2 separate regions of the Rattus norvegicus genome follow, and region 2 is linked to region 1. Evidence: chromatin contacts called from public Hi-C data. All regions are on one chromosome and are shown on one strand. Each heading gives the region's core, a stretch centred on a gene start, on an enhancer-like site or on the middle of the called end of the contact. The rest is flanking DNA. Distances are from core to core; before and after follow the strand shown. Region 1 overlaps Msra (methionine sulfoxide reductase A). Region 2 overlaps Msra (methionine sulfoxide reductase A).

What was found. Hi-C and Micro-C count contacts between places; a contact is called where the count stands out from the background.
Region 2: a contact with region 1 is called in a Hi-C map of prefrontal cortex, with 1.7 times the contacts expected there. The contact joins two enhancer-like sites. A contact is called at or near these places in 3 of 12 Hi-C or Micro-C datasets (frontal cortex, hepatocytes and prefrontal cortex).

What each region holds. Positions count from the first base shown.
Region 1 is chr15:42,758,154-42,765,304 of GRCr8, reverse strand. The region is part of intron 1 of Msra (methionine sulfoxide reductase A); the gene reads left to right. Among named protein-coding and RNA genes, the nearest start is that of Msra, 91 kb to the left of the region's middle. Within about 2 kb of position 3,779, at least 18 of the 93 cell types and tissues checked have an H3K27ac peak or open chromatin away from gene starts, as enhancers often do. A contact at or near this core is called in prefrontal cortex, where this site is marked.
Region 2 is chr15:42,804,962-42,812,112 of GRCr8, reverse strand. The region is part of intron 1 of Msra (methionine sulfoxide reductase A); the gene reads left to right. Among named protein-coding and RNA genes, the nearest start is that of Msra, 44 kb to the left of the region's middle. Within about 2 kb of position 2,737, at least 15 of the 93 cell types and tissues checked have an H3K27ac peak or open chromatin away from gene starts, as enhancers often do. A contact at or near this core is called in prefrontal cortex, where this site is marked.

The DNA of each region.
Region 1 (7,151 bases), core at 2,530-5,029:
CATTTTGCATTGTACTTTCTGAGCACAGGCCTCTAGTTAGGGTTCGTATCATTACATCGGATGCATTTGTTTGCATTGAACTTGATGAGATAACCCCCGTCTCTTCAATAGTACATTAACTTTCACTGGCTTAAGCACTCTTAAAAAAATTTCACTTTAAAATTATGTGCATGTATGTATTTGTGTGTGTACATGCGAGTTTTGGTACCCAATGAGGCCAGAAGAGGTCATTGACCTTCATTAGTGAATTTAGCTGTCAAAGGCTGACAATATAGGAGGTACATTTTGGCATAATGGTGTGTGTATGTGTGTGTGTACTTGTGTATGTAGAGTATGAATGTGTACGTGTATGCATGTTTGTGTTGAGGATTACATGCCCAGGCTGAGAATCTGAGAATCCTGTGGTACCTTGTATTCCCTCAGAATAGTTATTCACATCAGCAGACTTTGAGGGATCACTGGAGTCCTGCCCTCTCAGCCAGGACCTACCTGCTGTATGGCCAGGTGTCTACCTAATTCTCCTAGGCAGCTAAGCCCTCAGACCTCAATCTTGAATTGAGATGCTCAGTCAGGAGCATCTAAACCAGTGGCTCTCCAGCTGTAGGTGGCAATTCCTTTGGGTGTCAAATGACCCTTTCACAGGAGTCACATATCAGATATCCTGCATATCAGATTATTTACATTACAATACATAACACTAGCAAAATTACAGTTATGAAGTGGCAATGAAAATAATTTTATGGTTGGTTGATCATCACAACATGAGGAACTGCACTGAAGGGTCAAATCATTAGGAAGACTGAGAACCACTGATCTAAATGGATGCTCACCCAATGTGCTAGCTCTCTCTTAGGTCTTTTCTGCTAATCCCATGCCAATGGAGTTCCCAGGGTGGAGACACACCCAGACATGTCTAGCCAACTTGTAAGCAGAGGAAGGACCATGTAAGTCAGCCTCACACTAGCTAGAGAAAAGTGGGTAACCATGCCTCTGGGTTACACAAAAATCTTTCCCTCTCTCCTCCAGTTCACCTCTCCGCTCTCTTCCAGCACTGCCCACCCCCAGCCTCTCTCCCAACCAGAAATTAAATTATTTTGTTTGGAAAGAAGTACCTGGAAAACATAGCTGGCCAGGTAAGCTTGAACATGAAGATTGGTGTCCAGAGGCACTGGGGACAGCCGCAGCCATTTCTATTGTGTTGGGAATCATGGGGAGACCAATCAAATCATCATCTCCAGTATGAAATATTCAGAATACAAGGTTATTAACATATAAAAGACTTATGGGCAAATCACTTTTAAGTATGACAAGGTCTCTAAATGTTCTTGGGCTGAGCAGAGGGGGGAAAGGAATTTGGGGGGTTGTTTATCAGCAGTGCCATGAGGGAGGCTTACTTCTTCCCTTAAATCTGGCTGAATATGCATGTGTGCGCGGCATGATAATGACAGTCACGCCAGCCGGGAGATTAGCTGGGCTTTTGCTTCAGTGATTCCAACATGCTAATTCAAAGGACAGGGGGAAACAGGGGAGGCTGAGCACCATCTCCCCTGCACCCTAGCCTCTGTGCTGTGCCTTACATGTGTGTTCAGGACAGCCGCACTGAGACCCCCTCACGGTGTTCAAAGCCTTGTGCTCAAAGCCGGGCGTCTTGTTCTAATTGCAAGATGAACAAAGAGAAGACACCATGCAACTCAGTGAGTAATTGCAGTTTCCCACGCAGCCACCCACTCCTCCAAGGGCAAGAAGAGTGCAGGTGACCTACGGAGGACCCCTGTGTGTCTTCCTGCTTTCATAGGCATATGAGTGGCCAGGGATGAGAAGCTCTGTGGGCACATGGGACTGCTACCCTTCTTAATGGGCACTGTGGCTGTTAGACCCTGGCAGTCTGGGCTAGAGTCCCATCTTTATGGCTTACTAGTTTTATGACTCAGGACATGGCCTTGTGGTCCTTGTACTTCAGTTTTCCTACCTACAAGAAATGTCTGTTGGGTGTGGCGGCCTGCCTGTGACATCAAGCCCAGAAGCTGGCTAGCAAGACTAGCCAGATCCACGAGCTCTTGGCTGATTAAGAGACTCCACCTCGGTGAGTAAAGTAGAGGGTGATCCAGATAATTCCCAGCGTCAACCTTGGGCTTCCACATGAACATGCACCCATGTACACATGGACCTACACATCGAATATATGCATGCACGTAAACCACACACACAGGGAAGTGGAAGGAATTAGCCATTTTTTTTTTACCCTGAGCTTGTGCTTTGAAGTCATGATGACAGCCTTGAGGTGTGGTTGGGAGGCTCAAGTGCATGCAAACTTTTCTTTACCAACAGTCCCTGTTCTATAAATTTGCTCCGCTTCCATGTGGAGTTCCAAGCTTGGCAGTAACAAAGAGTATTGCTTACTCTGCTCCTAGGCTTCCACTTCACTGCTGATGCCCACAGCCAGCTCAGATGTCCCTGTGTGGGTCTTTATATGCATGTGGGCTGTCCTTGCATTTTCATGATGAATGTGCCAGTGGGACAGACACCACAATAACTTAAAAGAATAATTTTTTGTTTTTACTCTCGAAAATTTCATACATTTATACAAAGAAATATAATCTACCCACTGCCATTTTCCTCTTCCAGTCTCCCTTGCCCTTATCCTCCACCATACATCTGCCTCGCACGCTGCTCTCTTCTCTTCTTCCTCCTCCTCTTCTTCCCCTTCCTCCTCCCTTCTCCTCCTTGGTACCCCACTAAATCCACTAGTGCTGCCCATCTATATGTGGGTGTGTGACCCTACAGTGAAGCATAGGGACTCTACCAGTGGCCACACCCTCCAAGGAGAATGAGTTTCTCTATTCTCTATCCCTAGCCCACCAATCCCATCATACCCTATCTGCTCCAGGCAGTATCTTCAGGGCTATCATTGTCTGCGATTCATAGTTGAGTGATGCTGTCTTTTGGACATGACCTGGCTATCACAGAGGCTCACCCCAGTAACTGGGGAGAATCCTGCAGTATGACTGTTGGAAGGTAGGAAAGAAAGAGGCATCATCAATTAAATACTTAAACCATGTTTTAACCCTTGTGAGGGGTCAGAGGAGACTGGTTCATTTGTTGTAGTGGTGAATTAGTTAAACCACTTTGGCTCTCAGTGGGTCCTGTGTACACTGCACCTGCCCAAAAGCTCTTGGGATTCACAAGTGAAAGAAACAGCCCCCTGCGACACACACACACACACACACACACACACACACACACACACACACACACACACGAACACCACCTAATTTTGATATGCCTTGTCTAGCTCTATGGCAGGGTCCTTCTAAACCTCCCTGCTGAATTAGCACATACCCCCTCTAGTATTCCAGAGTTAACATCTTTTAAAATCTATATTTCATCTCTGCTACCCCAGACACAATCAGGGGAGTGGCCCCTAGGGCTACTTTCCTGGATTCTTACATGGCGGCGGGCCTATAAGACTGTTTTCCTTGCTCCCCTGTCATGGTCATTCTATCTGTCACAGATCTAGGAAGGGCTTCAGCTGGAATTTAAAACTACTTCTCTTTTAAAATCTTGGACCAGCGCCTACCACTTTCTGGGCTTGAGGCTTACACAGTACACTCTCTACCCAAGCAGGAGACTCTCACACTCCCGGAAAGTGACGAACAGCTGAGGTTTTGCCAGAGTAAACCATTCAGTTGGAAGACACTGACGTCTTGACTATGCTAAGTATGTAGCAGCCCACCTGTCACATTGTTTCCAGCCGCAGGTGATGCTTACTGATGTCAGAGCATGTGCTCATGACGGGAACGTTAAGGGACTGCCTGTTCTTAGTCACTCTGGTATGCACAGGTCTGTGGAGGCGGAGCCTGACAAAGGGAGTGTCCTCAGCACTTTTGCATTTATGTAATTTTTCTCATCCTGTCTCAGTGACTGGAGATAGTGCTGGCTTTTAAATATCCAAACTGAGATAGAAGTATAACCTAGAAGGGAGCTTGGGGGATAGATCAGTGAGTACAAGCATGAGGACCTGAGTCTGAATCCTAGGATCCATATAAAAGAGCTGCTCGTGGTCATTCATAGCTGTAACTTTAATGTTAAGAGGGGAGATAGGCCAATCCCAGCAGCTCATTGGCCAGCCCATCCAGCTGAAAAGGGGAGCTTCAGTGTCTGAAGAGAATAAGGCAGAGAGTTATAGAGGCAGACACCATTATCTTTCTCTGTCCTGTGCTTTGCATGCATGAACACTGGATGTGTGCATCCCCCTACTCCCACCTCCACCTCGCCACACACACACACCACCACCACCACCACCACCACCACCAATCTCACACGGCAACAAAATCCTAGTAAGACTTCAAATTGCTTTTGTTTCAGTCAGTGGTAACTTACAGACTCTGGCTATGCTTGGGAACTGACTTGTTCCTTCAGTTTTTAAATGAGCTTAACTGACCAACCAGTGAATTCATCCAGCAGGCAACTGGCAAACCCATCCGTGCTGGAGAAAGTGAGGCTGCCCCGACCAGGGCCCTTGGAGCTGGGATGAGCTCCTGTGTACGCACTTTCTGAGTCTCGCCTCGTTCTGGTTCCCCTGCCCTTGCGCTTGCATCTCTCACCATTTGCTTATTTTATTTGAATTTTTACAGTTTAGTGTGTGTGTGTGTGTGTGTGTGTGTGTGAGAGAGAGAGAGAGAGAGAGAGAGAGAGAGAGAGACTCTCAAAGAGCCTACGGGGTGTGTCTTTCTTAACTAGGTAAAGGCTAGGCCGACATCACTTCTCACCATCCCTGCACATCATCCTGACAGAGGTGCTGGCAAGCACAATGAGGCAAGAAAGGGAATGAAACATAAAGGCATGAGGCGCACACTGTCAGTACTTACAAAAGGTTATGTCTTAGTCCGTGAAGGCGGCGCTTATATGTAATCGAAAGGTGGTTCTCACCCTCTGTCCAGCATCATCTGACGGTGTCTGGGGAGATTCCTCTTCCAGCTCATAGATGGCTGTCCTTTCACTTGTCCTCACGTGATTAAAGGGGCAGGTAGAACTACGACGGGTCTTTTGTCGTTGTTTTAAAGGAAGGGGGAACATTGGATGGTTAGTTTCACATCACTGTGACCACATCTTTGACAGAACAACTTCAGAAAGGAAAGACTCGTTGTGTCTCAGGATTTCAGAGGTGCTTCAGTCTCTGAAGTCCCCTACCATGGGGAAGGTAGGACGAAGTGCTCCATACTCAGTGGCAGGAGCATGAGGTGGCAGATTGTTCATATGACAAGCGCCCTCCCATCCCTCACCTCCCAGCTAATTCCCTGTACCAGTAACACTCTGCCGAAGTTGGGGGCGGGAGCAAGTGCAGGCACTGCCACTTTCGATGAAGTATTTGGTCTCTTTGTGCTGTTGACCATTCCCCTGCCTGTCTGTCCTTATCTCTCTGACCTCCCCAACCCTGGAAAAACTGTGAAGGTTAACATTTTAAGAGCGTTGACTCCATTTTAAATATTACATTAGGAAAATAAACCGTTAAGACAATTGAATAGCTTCTCATGCTGCCTTGCATTTGTATCAGGGCTCTTAACAGATGTCTCCCTCTTCTAGTTGCTGTGAGAGGAAAGAAGCACTTTCTATCTTTGCTGATGAGATACTAAGTAATGAACAAATTATTATTAGTGAATAGAACTGTAGGAAGGAATATACTTTTAAAGCTATCAACACTGCGGTTGCCTGGCCTTCAAATTGCTGCACTTTTGACAGCACAGGCAGACACCGCAAACGACCAATACAGGAGCACCCAGCTAATTACACAAGACAAGACTTTGGGGAAAGGCAAAATCATCAGCTCCAGCACGTGAGAACCCTTCGGGAATCATCTCTAAAGTGCCTCTGCAGTTTGTCTAGCTGGCTGTGCACAGGTGGACAGTTTGTCATTCTAGCAGTAGCACAGATCTTTTACCCACTGCTTGGATTTGCAATGCGGATCTGTTGTGTAGATCTACAGAGGCTCTTCTTACACAACGTTATGGTTGCTCCTGTGTCTCCCATGAAGGAAGAAGACACGATATCTTAGGCCCAAAGAATCCGAAGTAAGAAATGGAAACAGACGAACTTAAACTGTAGGGCAGGGAATGGATAGTGTCACATGCAATTATAGGGACAATAAAAATCATAAATAATGTCTGATTAATACCCTTCCAGTGGACAGGGGATATTGCACTGTGGCAGGGGTTTGAGGAATGGAAGTGCAGCAGACGTGTGTCACTCTTGTGGGGACAGAGGCAGTGCAGAGTAGCAGGCCCGGAGCTGGATAGTGTCTGTCACCTTGCTCAGTAGACGCTTGATGTTAAAGGAGTTCACAGCTTCTACAACCACCAAGGAGCACCTTGGAGAGAACCAGGGAGAGCTGATTAAGACTGGAGGGACTCTGAAGGGCATGGTTGTGGGACGTCTTTCTGGTGCTGACTCTGGAGCATGGTCTGAATATTGCAGCTGTGGTGGGTGGAGTGATGAGGAAGGGAAGTGATAGACAGGAGAAGGTGGACTCTGGCTACGTAATAGAATATTAACTAATGGCAGAGATTGGGAACTGTGCTGGTGGACTAGAGCTAGTTGATGTAGAAGATGGACTTGAACTCGGGCTAAAGGTGGTGGAGGAATGGGTCAACATGGGATGAGAGATGGAAACCAGAGATGAGTTCTTAAAGAGAGGCCAAAATTGAAGGAAGCAAAGTCCCTAAGCTGCAAGAGACAGAAAACGTAGCTGACTTCCTCTTCCACAGATCTTTCCATCATGTGTTGGTGTCGTAGTGATCTGTTGCTGTGAAGAGACACCATAATCATGACATCTTTTATAAAAGAAAGCATTTCTTTGCTGCTTGCTTACAGTTTCAGAGGTTTAGTCCATTATCATCCTGGTAGGAAGCACGGTGCTGGAGAAGTAGCAAAGAATTATTCATCTGAATCCACAGGCGGCAGGAAGAGAGACATTGGGCCTGCCTGGGCTTCTGAACCCTCGAATCTCATCTTTAGTGATACACTTCCTCTAACACAAAACCTACTAATCTCTTAAAATGGTGCCACTCCCTGGTGACTAAGCATTCAAATATATATAGAAATATAATCAAATATATTTAAATATATATGAACTCATGGGGGTTATTCTTATTTAA
Region 2 (7,151 bases), core at 1,488-3,987, 48 kb before region 1:
TCGGGAAGATGCTCTGGAAATGCGCCGTACGCTTTTTCACAGTCTTCTGATGGAGCGTGACTTCCATATTCTTACCAGCAAAGTCACTCCTCTGGTCCTTCCATCCCTTCTGCAGTGTCTGTGTCAAGTGCATTTCTTAACCCTCACAGTGGAGATGCCTCTCACTGGTGTATGGCCTGCACCATCTCCAGCAAGTGGTTTTCTTGAGCTGTGATTCTGTGGTCTTCCCTTCTCTTAACTTTCCTGTTCAACCCCCAACCCATCCCTTTTCTTTTACTTCTAGAGTTGTTCTGCACAAAGACTAATTCCCACATAGGGCTTCATTTCATGTATTTGAAAAGCAACCCTTCTGGGTGCAACCAATTCTGTATGGTATGGTCTAATTCCATGGCCTTCCTTAGGCCCACTGTGATTGGGAATACTGTGGGTCTAGCCATGTCTTCACTCAAGGGATTTCTGTGAGGTCCCATGACATTATAACAATGTTCAAATGCTTCAGCATAGTCTCTGAGATTTTCCATAACCAAGCCACAGCCCTCTGGATGCCCTTGTTTTCCACTGCTTCCCTGTACCCCTATACATCATCTTTGACACAGTCCTTAATTTGCAATGTTTGACCTGATCTCTATAATTTATAGCCACACTTAAAGCAGTTTTTGGAGACTCCAGAACAGTGTTTCTCAACCTATATGTTGTGACCCCTTTTTGGTCAAACAACCCTTTCACAGGGGTTGCCTAAGACCATTGGAAAACACAGATATTCACATTATTATCCATAACAGTAGTAAAATTACAGTTATGAAGTAGCAATGAAAATAATGTTATGGCTGAAGGTCACCACAACATTAGGAACTGTATTAATGGGTCATAGCATTAGAAAGGTTGAGAACCGCTGCCCCAGAGAAAATACCTCTGTTCCCAGGACTTTGCAAACCTCTTGTGAACACTTGGGATCAGGGGTCACATTTTAGCCTTTTGGACATCTATATAGACTACAATTCTGCCTCCTTACAGTGCAGAGTTATATCTGCATAAGATCACTTGGAGAGCTGAATCTATTAGCTCCATGGAGACCCATTATCTGGGGCATTATTTCTGGCATATTCTAATAGTGATATATAATTTGTCCACAAAATGCAGATCTTTATAATAAAATATGAACAGGCCTTTGTGGAAAGAAAAGAGTCCTGTTGAACAAGGTGACAGGACACAGCAGGGCATGTCATTTGTGCTTTTGTTGGTCACATTCCATAGCATCTGGAGGAAGTGGCAGAGGACTGGTTACACATTTTCTGCTGGTGGTGTGGGTTGAATGACTCAAGTGTGGGGTGCACTTAAATGGAGAAGCAATTAGGGTAAGGCACTGTTGTGTGTATTTGATTTTCCGATCAGCATGTGGGTCCCAAAAATGATTCACACTCAACTCTCATCTTGGAGAGAAAACTGTTCCGAGATGTTGTGCCAGATAAAAAACGTGTCGGGTGCTCAATTCTTAGAAAGTTCCAGATGGTCAGTGAAGGTGAGCCTTTCTGCAGAAGAGGCAATATGGCTGGAGGGATATGTTCCAGAATTATAACTTGGGTAGAATACTAGGAACAGTGAAGTTTGGGGTTGTTTCTACAGTACTCGAAGCTCCCGGGGCAGGCTGAGATCCGAGGAGAAGTGTACTCAGGGTGAATGACTGCAGTTTAGCAAAGACACTACCTACAAAAGTATGGTCAGGGTCAAGAGAAACAAATGGGGGTGGGCAGAGGCTGCAGCAGTTAGTGTCAGTTTTATTACCCTAGGCCAGAAGAGGAGCAGGGCAGTGCCGTTTTAAGAATGGAAGTGGGCCGGGGCTGGAGAGAGCGGTTAAGAGCACTGTCTGCTCTCCCAGAGGTCCTGAGTTCAAATCCCAGCAACCACATGGTGGCTCACAACCATCTGTAATGGGATCGGATGCCCTCTTCTGGTGTGTCCAAAGACAGCTACAATGTACTTCTACAATAAATAAATAAATCTTAAAAAAAAAAAAAAGAATGGAAGTGGGCCACAGACTACAGATCCGGTGTTTCCAAGTCCTCTAGAGCCCCCAACATTGCCAAGGATCAGTTTTGGTTGTACTCAATCAATTCTTCTGAATGTTATTCTCCATTTGATTTTCTAGACCTGCCCTGTGCTTGGATGGGCTGCGTATACTCCAAAGGGCTTTCTGGCTCTCTGACTCTAGTGTGTTGGCCAGTGGGAGACACTGTTAGGAGACTGGACAACTGAGAGATTGGTTGGAAATTGATTCTTGCAGATTCTCTTGTCTGTGTTTGGCCATGATAGAATTAATTCCTCTACTGAAGAGCACAATTACCTGAGCCAACTAAGTATGCTGTGGGGTTCTCATGGTTGAGGTGAGTGCTTGCTCTACTAATTGGGAGAGGCTGATAGCTTGGAAACGTGGACTAATACACACCACACATGCAAGGGGGAAGCTTTTGTTTGCGCTTGTCTTGCTCAGGATTTTAGAACTCAGTGAAAGCTAGTAACTTAAAAATGCCACTGAGAGAGTATGGGTGCCATGAGGCTCTTGGCATGGATGCTGCTGGCAATGGTGGGCGGTTCCTAGCTTTCTCTGTGAGGTAGGAGTGAGATGATGATGTGGGATCCTAAGGCATGTAAAGGTTTGAGAAAGAGGAGGTGGAGAGGGGGCTGGTTGGAGCCCGGAGAGGGACTCCATAGAGCACAGATCTGCACGAGGCTGGCGTCTATCTATACTTATCATTGCATCAGCCCATGGCTGTGCTATCCTCAAGCTGTGTTCTGTAGGTTGGGGTGAGGAAGAGGCAGATGCTCAGAACAGTCCAGGGATCTGGTGGGGGTGGACATGGTTGCAGCATGAGAGAGTGAAGATTTGTTTTGATTTAGTTTAGGGGAAACAATCCACCACAGGAGGGAAGGTATGGTGGCATCATGATGCTGGGAGATTGTAGGTCTGCTTGCCACCATCTCTGTGGATCAGGAAGCAGAGACAGGACTGGAAATAAGGCTGGTTATAAATCTCAAAGCATACCCCTTCCCTAGGCCCACTTTCTAAACGTTCCATGATCTCTTAAAATACCACCACCAGCTGGGGGCCAACTTTTAAAATAGAAGTCTGTGGGGACATTTTACCCCTGTACCATATTCTTAACTACTTTAGGATCTCTGGGTTCCAACTCTAACTTTGGAGTTGTGCCTTTGGCCACTGCAGATATGAGTCTACCAGAAAGGTGGGATTGTGACAATCACAAGAATGGCACCATTTTAAAGAGAATACTCTGTATGTTAGCATAGTAATGCTGAAAGAGTGAATGGTGTTACCCAGCATGCTGCAGGTGTTGTTAACAAGCAAGGTATGCAGGCAAGACTCAAATATATATATGAATGAATGAATGAATGAATGAATAAAGTATCTATCAAGCACACAGGTCTCTCTAGGAGTCAAGACAGCTTCTGAAGCTGGTAAGGAAAGATGACAAAAGGCAGAAGCCAAAGGGAAAGAGACCTGGGCTCAGCAGTACATGCAGCCTGCTCTGTCAGAACAACCCAGTCTGTGGGAGCCACGGGGTAGGGAGCAGGTCCCTGGACATTGATGGCATAAAGGAAGGACAAAGCTAGATGACTAGGGATGGACATGTGGCTCAGTTGGTAGAATGCTTGCCAGGTCTGCACCAATCTCTAGGTTTCATCCACAGCACTCAGTAAACTGGGTGCAGTGGTGCACACTTTGGAAGTCCAGACAGGAGGACTGGAAGTTCAGAGTCATTTCTGCTACATGGAGTTTGAGGCCAGGTTGAAGTACATGAGACCCTGTCCCCAAACAGACAGGCAGGTGAGCAAGGAAGCAAGCAAGCTGTTCCCTGGCCCGTGAAAAAGAAAGGGATTAAACTGTGCTCTGGCTGGAAGGGCAAGCGCATCCAGAGAATGGATTAGGGCCGAGACAGTGGAAGCGTGATGCTGAAGAGAACAGGGGTGTTGGGAATGACCATGTAAGGCAGCATTACATAAGGGCCTGTTGGCTCTGGGGCTGCATTGGTAGAGGGGCACATGTTTGGAGGTAGCTACACTGTGAGTGGTATAAGCAAAGGGGATCCAAAGATGGAGAGGAACTTTGTGGACATTGAGATGGCCCAAGGTGATGGTGGGATTTGGGGTGGACAGGCAGATCAGGAGACAAGTGGAAGACCATCAGATAAAGTGTCAACATTTCCAGGGAGAAAGTGGTACGAGGAAGGCTGAGAAGCTGGGGCGTATGGTGGTGTGGCTGCAAAGGGCTTATGTCTAGGGAGAGGGAAAGATGGCTTTTCCTGAGCTATTCAGAGTCTTTTTTTAGCAAGTCCCTTTGCACTGGGTGTGGCGCTGCCACGTTCTGGCCATTGGCCTGCTCTAGGTATGAATTCTGCAGAAAAGCTAAATGGTTGTGGTGCTGTAATTGGATCTGAGACGCTCTCCCTGCTGCTCTGATTCTAGTTTGATATTAAATAGGCTATCTTCCATGAGACATCAGTCAGTAAATAGAACAGGAGGTATGGCTAAATAGTTAAAATTATTTTCATCATCGTGATTGTGATCTGCCTTGCCATTTCCAACCAGATAGCCACTTATCTTCCTTGAAATTTTGCAAGAAATCTATTATTCAAGAATGCGGGCGTGATTTTGGGGGTGGTTGAGTTAAACATTTTTTTTTATGGATTAGATATGAAATTCAGTAAAAATAATTGAATTAAATTGAGTGACATGAATAATTCATGACATGTAATTTCACATCAGTTCTGGTGTAAGAGTAAAGCGATCAGTTTGTGTGCTGGGAAAATGTATTTTATTATTTAGAAAGGTAGTGAACATTTGCTATTTTGGAGGATAATTCATTTTGTCATTAAATGGAGATATAAATTGTGAGAGGAAAGGAAAGCATACACTTCAACAAGAGGCCCTGATGCAGTTCACCTCTTCCCTCTTCGTGCTGAAGCACTTGCTGCTCTGTGTCAGTCACGAGTGACCCAGTGGACTGGCTTAGCCTTCCGGATTTTCCAGATGAGTCCAGTAATTGTGACAGATTGTTTCAGGGAGCATGGAAGGCTGGAGTTTCCTTTGAGGCGTTTCTTGATTACTAGGAGACTTTCTGGCCTCCCTGTCCTGCATACTACTGTCTTGGGATGCCTGCAGGGACAGAGCATGGATCAGGCCTCTTTTGATTATTGGTGTGGGTGTAGAGATGGCTTCCACTGTGAGATCAGTGTCCTTTCTACAGATTGTTAGCAAACCTGACCATGGTGGGAGATGTCCGTCCTCTCATCATGGAAACCTTGAAACAGTGATATCATTCATTCCTCCAAGGGCTCAGGGCACAAGATCAGGTCTGGGGAGACTCTAGCAGGGCCCAGCACAGTGGGGGGAAAGTTTAGATGGCATGGAGGAATGAATGAGTTCTGGACTGTTTGTTTAAGTAATTCCATTTTGAACCATGAATGGTTTAGAAGTCATTTGTTTAGTGGTCATTTTAATGGTCTGTTTTGTTCCTCAAGCGTAGTTGTGGCCAGACTATAGTGTCTCAGGTACAGTGAAAAGATGTTAGTGTAGGAATTGGGGCTTTCCAGAGGTCTTGTTAGAGTAGAAAAAGCCTTCCCTGGCTGGAGACCTAACATTACCTACCGACTGGCCCTGTGGTCAGTCACTTAGCTGAGGACCATCTTAGGAAGGCAAGTTCTCCTTAAGTCATGCTAAAGAGATGGGTGGAAGAACTACTCCTTTAATGGAAGACTTTTCCTTCCCCAGACTCCCATCCCAAGGGCAGCCAGTGGATTATGGGGCTGCAACTATGCTGCTTCATAAGTCTGCCTGATTTGAAAATCAGATTGTTCAGAAAAGTGTGATTTTTTTCCCTTCCCTTCTTTCTGTATTTGTTCTAAACATGCTTTCCCTAACATTTTGGGCTTTGCTAACATTTTGGTCTTCCTTATTCTTTCTCTAAAGCCCACTGTCTTAGTTAGGGTTTTATTGCTGTGAACAGATACCTTGACCAAGGCAAGGTAACTCCTATAATGATAACATTTAATTGGGGCTGTCTTACAGGTTCAGAGGTTCAGTCCAGTATCGTCAAGGTGGGAACATGGCAGCACCCAGGCAGGCATGGTACAGGAGGAGCTGAGAGTTCTACATCTTCATATGAAGGCTGCTAGAATACTAACTTCCAGGCAGCTAGGATGAGGGTCTTAAAGCCCATGTCCACAGTGACACACCTACTCCTACAGAGCCACACCTTCTAATAGTGCCATTCCCTGGGCCAAGCCTACACAAACCATCACTCCCCTTATCCACCATGTGTCTGTCCACCATGTGTCTGACCTCTAAGCCAGTTTAATAAATGACATGGCATTTTTTCCTCTCTCCTCCATGTTTCTCCTTGGGGATAGGGGTTTATAGCCTGCCTGACTTAGAGCTTTCCTCTTTTAATCCCTAAGCCTCGGTTGGAATTTATTCTTAAATTTGTTTATTAATGAAACAAAGAAACCCCAGGGGACCCTAATTTTCCCTGTATCATCTGGTAACTATAGAGGGACCCCAAAATGTAGTCACAATTCCTGAAACCTTCTTTTTAACATCAAACACAATCAATGAATTTTTGATACTGGGATTCAGGCACTTTTTTTTAATTGATAAAAAAAGAATTAGGTTACTACAGCTACTTGATTAAAATTCAAAAGTCTGTAGTAGTTAAGTAGGAGGGATCAGTAATTTTAAAATGCCAGACTTTGAATACATACAGGTAAAGAAATCTAGAAATGAACCAGTTTTAAAATGTTTATGGTATATGGATATTTAAGTCCTGAACTTGGGATATTTTTCTTAGAGATTTTTAGAAGGTTGTTTTTTGTATTGGCCAGATGTGGGATTTTTTTTCTTTCTTTTTGTATGGGATTATGTGCCACCTGCTCAGGGCTCTGAAGGGGAGTCCCTCCTGAGCCATAGCATGCCATGGGCCTGCCTGTGGACCATGGTGTACCTGGGGAGAGGAGGACAGAAGACCTGTGCTCCTTCTTGCCAGATGGTTCTCAGAGACCTTTACAGTTTCTTCTTAAAATTCCAGCAGGACTAAACATTGCCATATGTAGATTCAAGGTCAGATGACATCACTGCATAGC